3 separate regions of the Ovis aries genome follow, and all the other regions are linked to region 1. A link is a contact called in public Hi-C data. All regions are on one chromosome and are shown on one strand. The core of a region is the stretch at or near the end of the contact, and the rest is flanking DNA. Distances in the headings are between cores, read along the strand shown.

What was found. Hi-C and Micro-C count contacts between places; a contact is called where the count stands out from the background.
Region 2: a Hi-C map of liver shows a contact between it and region 1, with 6 times the contacts expected there. The contact joins the enhancer-like site here to the promoter of DUSP23 in region 1. A contact is called at or near these places in 9 of 16 Hi-C or Micro-C datasets (blood, hypothalamus, liver and 4 more).
Region 3: a contact with region 1 is called in a Hi-C map of skin fibroblasts, with 2.4 times the contacts expected there. The contact joins the promoter of IGSF9 here to the promoter of DUSP23 in region 1. A contact is called at or near these places in 2 of 16 Hi-C or Micro-C datasets (skin fibroblasts and tail adipose tissue).

What each region holds. Positions count from the first base shown.
Region 1 is chr1:110,793,022-110,796,910 of ARS-UI_Ramb_v3.0, reverse strand. DUSP23 (dual specificity phosphatase 23) reads right to left here and starts at 2,144. Exons shown (of 3, transcript XM_027976885.3): 1 at 2,110-2,144; 2 at 1,747-2,015; 3 at 1-1,141. The coding sequence starts at 2,013. The coding sequence ends at 956.
Region 2 is chr1:111,033,751-111,037,639 of ARS-UI_Ramb_v3.0, reverse strand. No RefSeq gene overlaps it. Among named protein-coding and RNA genes, the nearest start is that of PIGM, 26 kb to the left of the region's middle. Within about 2 kb of position 2,254, at least 3 of the 54 cell types and tissues checked have an H3K27ac peak or open chromatin away from gene starts, as enhancers often do. A contact at or near this core is called in liver, where this site is marked.
Region 3 is chr1:110,964,519-110,968,407 of ARS-UI_Ramb_v3.0, reverse strand. It overlaps IGSF9 (immunoglobulin superfamily member 9), which reads left to right and starts at 1,829. Exons shown (of 21, transcript XM_042256302.2): 1 at 1,829-2,320; 2 at 3,801-3,889.

The sequences.
Region 1 (3,889 bases), core at 895-3,394:
GCATAATGGGCTGGAGGTCACAGGTGAGCCGAGCAGCCTAAGGCTGGGGAGAGGCGCCCAGACCCAGGGAGGCAGAGATGGTGATTCTCTGTGAACACAGCATCCACGCCTTCTCTGTCTTAAGAGGGCTAAAGAGGTGACACACATGGGGCATGTGGGCAGGACTGAAGGGCTGCGTCCACAGGTACCCTCCTGGCCTGCCAGCATCAGAGACCCTGGGTTGCCAGGGATTGGTTTCCTCTTCACCGACCAGTTCCCCAGAAGACACATCAAATATTTTCAGAGGGCAGATACATAAGTTTCAGCATCTTTAAAAGGCTGAAAATGCCTGCTATAGTCCTGGCCCACACTTCTACTTTCCAGAAGTGTGACCTTGGAGCTTTCTGAGCCTTGGCCACCTCATCCAAAGAACAGGGATGGTTTCTGCTTTTCCTTTGTGCTGTGCTGTGCTTACTCACTCAGTTGTGTCTGACTCTTCGCGACCCCATGGACTGTAGCGCCCCCAGGCTCTTCTGTCCATGGCGATTCTCCAGGCAAGAATACAGGAGTAGGTTGCCACGCCCTCCGGAGAGGATCTTCCCAAACCAGGTATTGAACCCAGGTCTCCCACATTGCAGGCAGATTCTTTACCAGCTGAGCTACCGGGGAGCTTTTTGTTTATTACAGGGCTACTGAGAAGCTCAAAAATTTGATGTGTGGGAGCACTCTGTAAAGTGCTATGCAATGCGAGCTGTTCTTTAAGTCATTTATTCAAGGCAGCAGCAGAGGGACCCCCACATCAGTGCAGCTCCAGCCACTCCTCCTACCAGGACCTGCCTGCAGGGAAGGGCTCCTTCAGTCTCTTAGGCCAGCTGGGTACTGGAGAGCTTGGCACTCAGTCCACTTCCGCGTCTCTGGCCCCAGCTAACGCACAGATCAGGGCCGCGGGGGCCTGGCAGAAGGGTACGGAGGCCCCTTATTTCGTTCGCTGGTAGAACTGGAAGACCGCCTTCTCTTGCTCATAGGTCTCGATGGAGCCGGGTCGAAGGCGCCGGATCTCAGCGATGGCGTCTCCCGCAGCCAGGCCCCGCTCCTTCACCAGGTAACAGGCCAGCATGGTGCCAGTGCGGCCAAAGCCCAGGGCACAGTGCACTGCCACCGCCTGCGAAGGGGGAGCTGGGTGGGGTGGAGCTCGACACCCTCCCAACACTCTCCAGCCCCTCATTTGTGAAATACAACCAAGTTTTAAAGATGTAGGGCACTGAAGAGTGAAAATATCTGGTTAAGAATTTATTTTATATTGCTTATATGTTGAAAGACTATTTTGGACTTACTGGGTTAAATTATACTATCAAGACGAATTTCTCCTGCTGCTTGTTTACCTTTTTAAAAGAGGCTCCATTACATTTGGACAGAACCTTGCTCTGGAGTCTGCTCAATAGCTCTTGACTTCAACCCCCATCTCTCCCTTTCTTTCCAGAGAAAGTCTGTCCACCCTTTCTCCTTCTCAACTCACGTTAGCAGGTTCTTTGTTGCCTCTCCTCAAACCCAATTCTCCCGCTGGGCCCTCTTTTTACTCCTCCCTCTTCCCGCTTCGGCTTTCTGTACTGGTGTAATGGTTACAATAGTCTTCTGGCCTCACCATTCCTTCAGTCTTTCTCCTGGAACCCAGTTAAATTAATCCTGGCCTTGACGTCCGCAACTCCGAGTGTCCCCGCTGACTCCTCCCAAAGTCCCTCCCTCCCCGCGCTGACTCCGCCCGCTGACCTCTCCCCTGGCGTTGGCCTCCTGGACAATCTTCACAAAGCGGTCGATTTGCTCCGGGCCCGGCGGGCAGAAGTCTGGGATGCGCAGTCGGTGCAGGGTGAGGCCGGGGCAGCTGTCGCTGTGCGGGGGCCCGCGCTCCGTCAGTGACACCAGATGCCGTACACCTTGATCCAGCAGGAACTGGTAGTGGGCGGGGAGCCGGGGCAGCGCCAGCCCCGCCAGCCGGCTGGGCAGCACCCACGAGAAGTTGGGCGGCTGCACGCCCATGGCTGAAAGAGGGCGCAGGACAGCGAGTCACCGGGGGTGAGGCCGGTCGGTTCCCCTCGGCCCACCCGCCTTCAGGCCGGGTAACCCTCCACCTACCAGGCAGTGGCGCCTCCTGGGACCACGTGGTCTCTGGGACAGATCCTGGGCGACGTCCTACACCGCCGCGGGGGATTGGCCAAGCCGCCTAGGGGGCGGGGCTAGAATGCCGAACTCCTGGCTCTGAGGGACCGCGAGGAGCTCTCTGGCCCCAAGCAGGACACTCGTTGATTGGTTGGGTTGTCAGTAATGGGCGGGATTACTGCAGCGGTGCGCACGGAGATTGGTGGGCCGCAGAAACAGCTAAGAAGGAAAACCTAGAAGGAATTCAGAATTGTTTTCTGTGGATGAAGCAACCCCGGGTCGAGCTCTGCTGCTCCCTGGCGGTCGGTGGGAGTTATTGCACCACCTGCTATCTGCCCCTACTGCCCAAGAGCCTGGTCCTGTCATAACTTTCGTCGCAGTGGATGCCCAGGAGTTTAAGAGATGGTAAATCTACATCATCCTTAAGGGAGGAATATTCTCTACACTGACTCTGACAAGTCATTATCAGTGACTTTTAGAACTTGTCCAGTAAGGGAGAATCACTGTTGTACAGGGGACTCTTCTCATTTTTCCGCTGCTGGAAAATTAAAAACATACAACCGTGTTGCCGCCATCTGGTGCCCTGAAATCTTACCCGGGGTAGTAATTATATAGCAACAACAACAACAAAGACAACAACTTAAAAGGATTAACAAATTGACCATTTACTATGTGTCAGGTATTATCCTAAGTGCTTTACATGTATTAACTGATATAATTGCCACAATAATCTTATGAGGTAGGTAATCTAATTAACTCTGTTTTACAGATGAGAACACTAAAGCTCTGGAGAGGTTCAGGAACTTGACCAAGAGATAACTGGTGGCAGGGGATTTGAAGCCTAGCACTCTGGCTCCGGAATCTTTAACAAAACAGTATTGTATTCTAAAGTTAAACAGAAGGTTACTGCCTCTTTACATAACCATCCTCATGCCCCTCAGTGGGTTAAATAGTTGCACGATTTCTTTATTTTAATTAATTAATTAATTTATTTTAAACAGTTGCAGGATTTCTTAATTTCTCTTCATGTTTCCTAAGTCCCAGGTTCTGTGAGTCACCCTTCCCTGGAGAGGCTAGAGTTTCTGTGTGTCATTCATAGAAGGTGGGGAAGTAGATTTGAACACAGTGTCTTAATTGTGATCTGAATGTTTCATATCCTCATTTGAACAATGTGCTTCTAGTAATCAGACTAATTGTAATTATGAAAATAGTTAACCGTTATTGAATTTGCCTATGTACCAGGCCCCATGCCAGGTGCTTTCTGGAAGAGCCGCACGGGGAAGGTATTTTTATATCCCTTCTGCACATGAGGCTTAAAGAAGTTGGTTAACTTAGCTAAGCACACACAGCTAGTAAGTAGCTGGGCTGGTTGAGCCAAGGTCTGTCTCATTCCAAGCCCAGGAAACCATGAAGACATATGCCCCCTCCTGTCCCTACCTACCCCTCACCCACACACTTGGTTCCAGCAAAATGAAAAGAAATTTTTCTTCTTCCAAAGATCAAAGCCTGCTCTGACCCTGTGGAAAGCACACTTAACCATTTATCCTGGCAACTGAAGCATTGCTTCCACCTACTCTCCTCAGGTTCCAGGAGCGTCCAGATCTACCCTTTCCCTTTCTTCTGAACAATCACAGCCCTGATTAAGTCCTTCCTATCTGCACTCCCATTTCCTGCACAACTCAACACAGCTCTTTCTAGCCCATCCCAGTGTGTTCCTACTATGCCTCTTGGCCACCAGTTACCCCTTCTCCCCTGC
Region 2 (3,889 bases), core at 1,005-3,504, 240 kb before region 1:
AGCTTCCATATGAGGACACTGATCACACAGTGTGGTGAGGATACAATGTGAAACCACAAAGATTATCTGTCTTATTAGCTATGATTACTTCACTTGATAAAAGTGTTTTCTTAGCTAAAATCATTTGAAAACTACAGACTAGTCTAAGCTTTCATTTTAAAAACGTGGGAAGAAGGACTTAAGAGACTAAGTCGTTTTCTGATTAAGTTTCACAATTTCATGACACAATACAATTATTTATGTAAAGCAAGTCATGCTGGTCCTAATCTTTCACAGGTGTATCCCTCCCTACTTGGGGAAACTTGATATGTCACCATGTGAATTTATAAAGCTGATGAAATACAAAACAATTCTTCACCTAATAATTTATTATGCCAGGTAGTTCAGTTTATTTTAAAATTTAATTTTTATCTTATTAGTTCATCTTACAAAAGTAATTCGAACAAGTTAGTAAAATTTAAACAGATGATGTGCTGAATTAATGATTCTGTTGATGCAGTTAAAACATCATTTAAGAAATAAATATAAGTGGTTTCATAACTTTTCAGCCACAGATTTAATGCCTTGATTTAATTGATTTGGCAATATTTCGGATGCGAACTTTCACATTCACTGCAAAGCTGTGTAGGCTGCCAAGTGGAGGTTTTAATGAAATGAGAATTCATGGATCTGTGACCTTATGATATTGGTTGCTCTGATAGCTATTAGTTGAAAGAATAATTTAAAAAGTGTTCTGGATCTAACTTCACATGTAAAGTAAATTTCGTTATATCTTTCTATGTAAACCCACCTTACACTAACACTTAACTTCTGTTTCTCAGAATTCTTAAGGTTTCAAATAGTTATTTTTAAGGAAATGTGATTTTATAATGATAGAATCCCATTGCAACACCACATGCTCCATAGTACAGATTCAGAGAAACCTCAACAATTCAAGGACTGGTTTGATTAGACGCGTGATGTGCTGGCTACTTTGAAGGTTGCCGTGGTGTTCAGGGAGAAGCGAAGAGGCCACCAGGATCACTGTCACTGTCCCCTTAAAAGAAAACTCCCTAGGCTCCCCTGAGGTCCACTGGGGCTGCTGCAGGTGCCGATGCTGACCAAGGGCACAGGCGTGGGCACCTCAGGGGATAGGCCAGTTTGTGCACCTGTGCAGTGGGGGCTTCAGTTCTGCAGGGCATGATTTGCCCATGAGGCATGGGAATCACGTGTCTAGGGGCCACGATATTGAGTGGGAGGGGCTCATGAAGACTATTTAAATTTAATTTCTTTTGAAATCAAAATAAATGTAATTATAAAAATGAATAATGAATCCATTGTATATTATATTTGTTTTTATACTGACAATCTTGAAATATAATTTTTTAAAAAATTATTTTTAACTGAGCAAGAGGCTGACAAAGACCAAAATGCCTATGGCCCATGAAAGTCATAATGTATCCCTGAGTTATATTCCAAGAGTCCTAATTTTACTGTCAGGGGAGACGGAGATGAGGGGAAAAGTTGGAAGAAGAGGATTCCTGTCCAGAAGGCAGACACTGGTCTGGGACCCGAGGTGGACGTTGGGTGAAGTCGTGGTCCATTTGGGCTCGGGCGAACTGTAAAGGAGGTGGAGTGGGCATCTAAACTGGCCTGGCCACACAAAGACCTTGACCTCATAGCCACTAGCTTCTAGCCTCTGAGCTGCCTCCCAAATCTTCATAAGGGGATCATTTACTCCCCTTGCTGTGGTCTCCAAAACAGCTTGTGATCGGTGCAACATCACAGATCTGGACTGGTGGACTCGGGGTGGGGATCTGGGTGTTTCCTCTCATAAAGATTGGGGGTTGGGGGCGAGGGGCATTTCAGGAAAACCAGTTGCTTGAACCAACTTTTCCCTCCTTGGGCAGTAACCTTTGGAGCAGTTCTGAGATTTCCAGGCAGTTGTCTCTACCTGGAACTCTAGGATACAAGGATCACCCCCTGGGTGAATTGCAGGCCTTGATGGTTAATGTAGAGAACCTTTTGCTGTGGGCGAGAGAGGAAGGTTGTTTTCAGCTTTCTCTCCCCAGACAGTGACACTGTGGTCTGACACCCTACACCCTATGGCCTGACCTTCTGGGGGTGGCCCCGGTATCCTCTGGGCTGGCAATCCAGAGCTGGGATCTTCAAGGGCTTTCCCCCAGGAAGGGTGGGGAGTTGGGGGTGGGGAGGGGGATGGAGGCGGTTGCTGGGTTCCTCGGTGGGGCGTGCAGTGGAGATTCTGTCCACCAGGTGGCGCTGGGCCAGCTCCAGCAGCCCCTCCCATCCGAGGAAACACAGCCTGATGGTGTGTGGGAAACGGCGTCCATCCATCATGTCAGGGTCCCAGGATTAAGTGGTGGTTATTCGACCACTGGGGTCACCAAGGCAGCGCTTACCCTCTGGCCTCTCCTTGATCCCTTCATTGGGCTGGCTCTGGTGGGACGTAAGGGGAGGAGTTACTACCGCTTTCATTTCTATGTTCATTTATGGTTTCATCTTTCAGCCTTTATGGAGCCAGGACTGGGTACAGATGAGTAATATGTGGTCCCTGCCTTTAAGACGCTCAAAGGTAGGGGAGAAAGCAAACAGACCATTGGCGCACAGTGACAAATGCTGGGCTAGACGTCTGCCCAGAGGACTGGCGGGAGCTGTGAGGCACGTGCCGGACAGAGCAGGGCAGGCCTTGCCGGGAAGGTGAGTCTCGAAGGGTGAGAGGGGCCAGCCAGGTGAGAAGGCAGGGAAGGACATGTGAGGCCCTGTGCCATGGAACACAGTGCTGGGGCCGGCCAGCTCCAGGTAAGGCCAGGCTTAGGGTCCCAGGTGGGGACTGAGAATCCCCATCTCTCGTGGAGAGAGGCAGGGCTGCAGGTTGGTATGCCTGAGAGCCAGGATTCCCCTGCCAGCAGGAGGGAAATTATTGCAAGATTTCCTCAAGGGAGAGACACAGTCAGATTTGAATTATACAAAGATTGACTCTGGGAGAGGTGAGGAGATGGGAGCTGGAGGCAGGGGAGCCTGTTAGAAGGTGATTTGCTAAGTTAAGCCACCGCTCAGTCACCTCAGAGCCCTCTTGCACACACTCACCCTTGTTTTGCTTTTCTGATGCCCATCATCTTTAGTCTGGTTCACAAGCGCTGGGGCCCTAAGTGTCAGTCGCTCAGTTGTATCTGACTCTTTGCAATCCCATGGACTGTAGCCCACCAGGCTCCTCTGTCTGTGGAATTGCCCAGGCAAGAATATTGGAGTAGGTTGCCATTCCCTTCTCCAGGGGATCTTCCTGGCCCAGGGGTCAAACCCAGGTCTCCTGCATAGCAGGCAGATGCTTCACCATCTGAAGCACCAGAGATCCTCAAATTGTTTCCATTTCTCCACCAATGAAACACAAATAGCTGACCTCCCAGGTGAGGCTGGGCGGGTGAGAGGGTTGGTGGGACTGGTGGTCAGGGAGCCATTCACAGTGCAGCCCCCTCTGCAGTCCTGGTGCCCATGGTCTAAGCCACTGAGGAAGGGAGGGGCAGGGACCTGGGAGGCGCAGCGTCAGCCTGATTTGGGGAAGAGCAGAAGAGAACAGCAGACCCTAAAGTGATCAGAATCAGGCGTACATGCTCCCAGGAAGGGCAAGGACACTTTTGCCACGGAGGCTGCAGAGACTCAGAGGCCGGGGTGTATGACCAGGGAGGGTCGAGCAGCCAGCCACCCCCTTGCCCTAGTCCTTTGTTCTGTGTGGCATGTGATCTGGTTTAATTACCTGAATTGCCACCCAGAGCCTGCTTTTCCCTTTTCCCAACAAGATCTGGCCCCCGGTGTCTGTTTCATTGGCCCCCAGGAAGGCCCCAGAGGATGGTAGTGAATGTCAGTCCTGGGTCGTAGTTCTCCCTATCCCAGA
Region 3 (3,889 bases), core at 580-3,079, 170 kb before region 1:
CGACCACCCGGAAGGGAGGATGTGGAAGGGATACTGGTGTGAGCTGTGGTCAGACCCATCCTGTTGGGTCTTCTTGGTGCCATGGGTACGACTGGGAATCAAATGCCTGGTGCACTCTGTGAGTGGCAGGAGTTCAGACCGGGGTGAGATTAGCACGCTGCTTTTAGGGAAGGCTTCCAGGGGAGCGCCAGGACAGGCTTTTGTTGTTGTTCAGTTGCTCAGTTGTGTCCGACTCTTTGCAACCCCATGGACTGCAGCACACCAGCCTTCCCTGTCCTTCACCATCTCCCAGAGCTTGCGTAAACTCACATCCATTGAGACAGTGACTCCAACCAACCATCTCGTCCTCTGTTACCCCCTTCTCCTCCTGCCTTCAATCTTTCCCAGCATCAGGGTGTTTTCCGGTGAATCAGCTCTTTATATCATGTGGCCAAAAGACTGGAGCTTCAGCTTCAGCATCAGTCCTTCCAGTGAATATTCAGGACTGATTTCCTTTATGATTGACTTGTTTGATCTCTTTGCAGTCCAAGGGACTCTCAAGAGTCTTCTCCAATTCTGCAGTTAGAAAGCATCAATTCTTTGGCGCTCAACCTTCTTTATGGTCCCACTCTCACATCCATAGATGACTACTGGAAAAACCCTAACTTTGACTATCCAGACCTTTGTCGGCAAAGTGATGTCTCAGCTTTTACCCTATCTAGGTTGGTGATAGCTTTTCTTCCAAGGAGCAAGCATCTTTAAATTTCAGATTTGTGGTAGGGAAGGAGTCATGACCCTGCATCCCCAAGACAGCACCAAGTTGAGGAAGCAGAGAAGGCTGCAGGGCTGACATGCAAGATGTATTTCTGCCTGAGTTTGAAGTCCCCAAGGTGGGTGGGTTTGACGGAGTCTAGGCTGGGATTCACTCCAGCTCTGCCCTGTGTTCTTGGGGAGGTTACTTCACCCTGTACTACCTCAGTTTTCTTATCTGTCACACGGAGCTTTACATACTTCACAGAGTTTCCGTACAGGTCACATAGGAGTCCTGAAGCATGTAGTCCAGGGTCTGGCTCCCTGCAGGGGCTCAATAAGTGATCGTTTATTTCAGTCCTCCTCTCCCAATCTCCCGTGCCAGGATGTCTCTCTCTAGTTTCTTCCCTCTGGACTCGTTTCTCTGGGTGGTTGGTGCTGGGAGCTGACTTGGCAACCTCAGGCTGGGAACGCTGCCTTCCCCTCTGCACACAGTGGGAGGCGCCTGGGCAAGATTTGGGAGCTCGCCAGTGCAGACAGGTATTTCCAGTCCGGCCAGAGAAGAATAAGTGGAGGTGGAGGTGGCGATGGGGATGGGGGAGGAGATCAGAGGGGCGGGGTGGATCCTCTGGGAGGAGGGCGGGGAGTCCTGCTCCCTGCCTGGTGCTTCTGCCCGCCAGGTTCGAGTTTCAACCCTAGCTGCCGCATCTGCGGTTAAGCCCGTTAGGCGAAGGGAGGACGTCTAAGGTGGCTTACCCAGGAAGGAAGGAGTGCAAGGAACCAGCTACGGGTCGGCTCCTGCGACCCCGGGAGCCCGGGCCTTGACCCGCTTAGCCGCGCAAGCTTGCAGCGGGAAGCGGCCGACCGATCGGTCTTTCCACGCTTCGTTGTATCGAGCTCCACCAGGGGGCGACCCGGGCCCACGTGCCACGGAGCCCTGCTCTCCCGAAACTACAATTCCCAGGCCGCTCGGGGGTCGCGCCCGCCTCGCCTCGCCTTCTGCTAGCTCCAATTGGCCGCCGCGGGAGGGGGATTGGCGGTCTCCAGGGCGACGGGAGGCGCTCGGGGCATCCGAGGCGGGGAGGCGGGCCCGCCCCCTATTGTGTAGCTGGAAGAGTGAGGCCGAGCGGTGCGGAGCAGGTGAGGGCGGGGGTGTTCTGGGGGCAGTGGAATGGGGGTGCCAGCGAGGGGATGAACAGTGCGGGAGTTATGGGGGACAGGAGAAAGCGGGGGAATTGTGGAATTCTTTGGGGGAGCAGAACTAGGGGAGTTCTGGGGAGTGAAGTGGAATTCTTGGTGGGTGGATGGTGACTCCGGAGAATTGGGGGAGTTCGGAAGTAGTGTGTGTGTGTGTGTGTGTGGAGGTGGGGAGGGGGGTTCGTTCTTGGTGGGTTCCAGACGCAAGGAGGAGTTCCAGGGGTCCGGAGACGGCAAGGGAGAAGAGAATTGAGGGCGGGGTATCAGAAGTGTATTGTGGGCTGAGGCAGGAGCATTCCACGGAGGAGAGGATGGGAGAAGTGGGCGGGTGGCGATTCTGGGGGAGACCGGGAGTTCCTCGAAGCACCGAGGATCTGGTGCAATTGGAGATCAGGTGCGAAGAGTGGGAATTGTGGGGGGTGGGGAAGGTTGAGAGAAGTGGGGATAACTGGGATGGGAGAATGAGAGGGTGCTGGGTGGGGAGAGCAGGCGAAGCCTAGTGGCGGCAGAAGAGTTGGAAAGCTCTTAGGAAAAACAGAGGGATTCTGGGCAAACCTGGGTTTACTAGGGTTTTCGGAACACTGAGCCAGGAGGGAACTGGGAGTTCTTATGCATTTAGAAGAAGATATGTCTGTGACGTATGGGAGAACTTGGGGCAGTGGGAAGCCGGGGGCTGCTTGCTGGTGACTTATCAGGAGTTAGATGTGCAGGGCCCCTCAGTAGAGGCAGGGATCAGGCTGGGGGACATGGGGGAGGTTTTACAGCCTGTCTTGACCTGTGAGGCCAGGAGCGGGGTGGAGGCCTATAGAGCAGAGTCCACTTGGGTCTGCCAGGTCCAAGGCAGCACCACCCCACTGTGACTTCCCTAGATGCTTAGGCCCTGGGGCTGTCAGGACCTCCTCCCCTCCAGCCACCAGGGCTCACTCTGTACACCCTAGGGACTCGGGCTTTTTAGCTTCATATGGGCCATGCCTCTGGGGTTGGGGAAGCGAGAGCCTGGCAAACCTTGGGCCCCGAGGATGCTGGAGGGAGAGAAAAATGGGAGGAACTTGGGTCATGGTGTCTGGCAAGACGGAGGGCTGCCTTGGCAGCATCAGGAAGAGGAAGTGGCACCAGCCGCCAGCTCACAAGCCCTGGGACGTGCCCAGACCTGGAGAATGCTGCCTGGGCACCCCCAAACCAGCAGATGGAATGGGAGCTCCTCTCCCAAGTGTCTGACGCATTCATGGCTAAAGCAGTATTGGGAGGTTGAGTGGAGAAAGAGGTACAAGATTCCCAGCTCGTAGGGTTCACAGAGGCTGCAGAAATGAGGCAAGGATCTGTGCGGGGAACTTTCTAGGGGTTTTCATCCCAACTTTGCCTTTGACTGACTGTGTACACCTAAGCAGGTTTCTCTGAGATCCTCACTGTCCTTATATGTCACTGTGGGGTGGAGATGATAATACTGGTTCTATCTTGCTCTTTGCTACCTTGTTAATTAGCATCAGGACTAAGGACAGAGGACAGAGAGAAGGCTGGACCATGGGGGCTCTGTATCTCCCATACTTAACTGACCAGTCCTTTTCCAAGTATAGAGGAACCCCAGTTCCCTCGTGGCACAAATTTCCAAGAGCTTGAGTAAAGAGGGTATCCCCAGAATTCCTCAGCTTTTCCTATGATCTTTCCAGCCCTCTGCTTCCCACATGTCCTTACCTGTCTGGTCTCCGCACCCCAGCGCTCCCTCGCCCTTCCGCCACTTATCTGCGCTCCTCTTCCCTTTCTCTACCTTTGCTCACCTCCGGCTTTTCTCTAACTCCAACTCCGGGAGGAGGGAGGGGTTCCTCTGGTTTCCAACACTGGCCCACTTTGCATGTTGCCTTGCATTTTGCATCTAGATCTGGTGGTGCTCCAGAGAACGGCTTTCTCAGGTGTGACGTGAGCCAAGCCCTAATTGTCCAGAAGAGTGAGCGCTGATCCCTGTGAC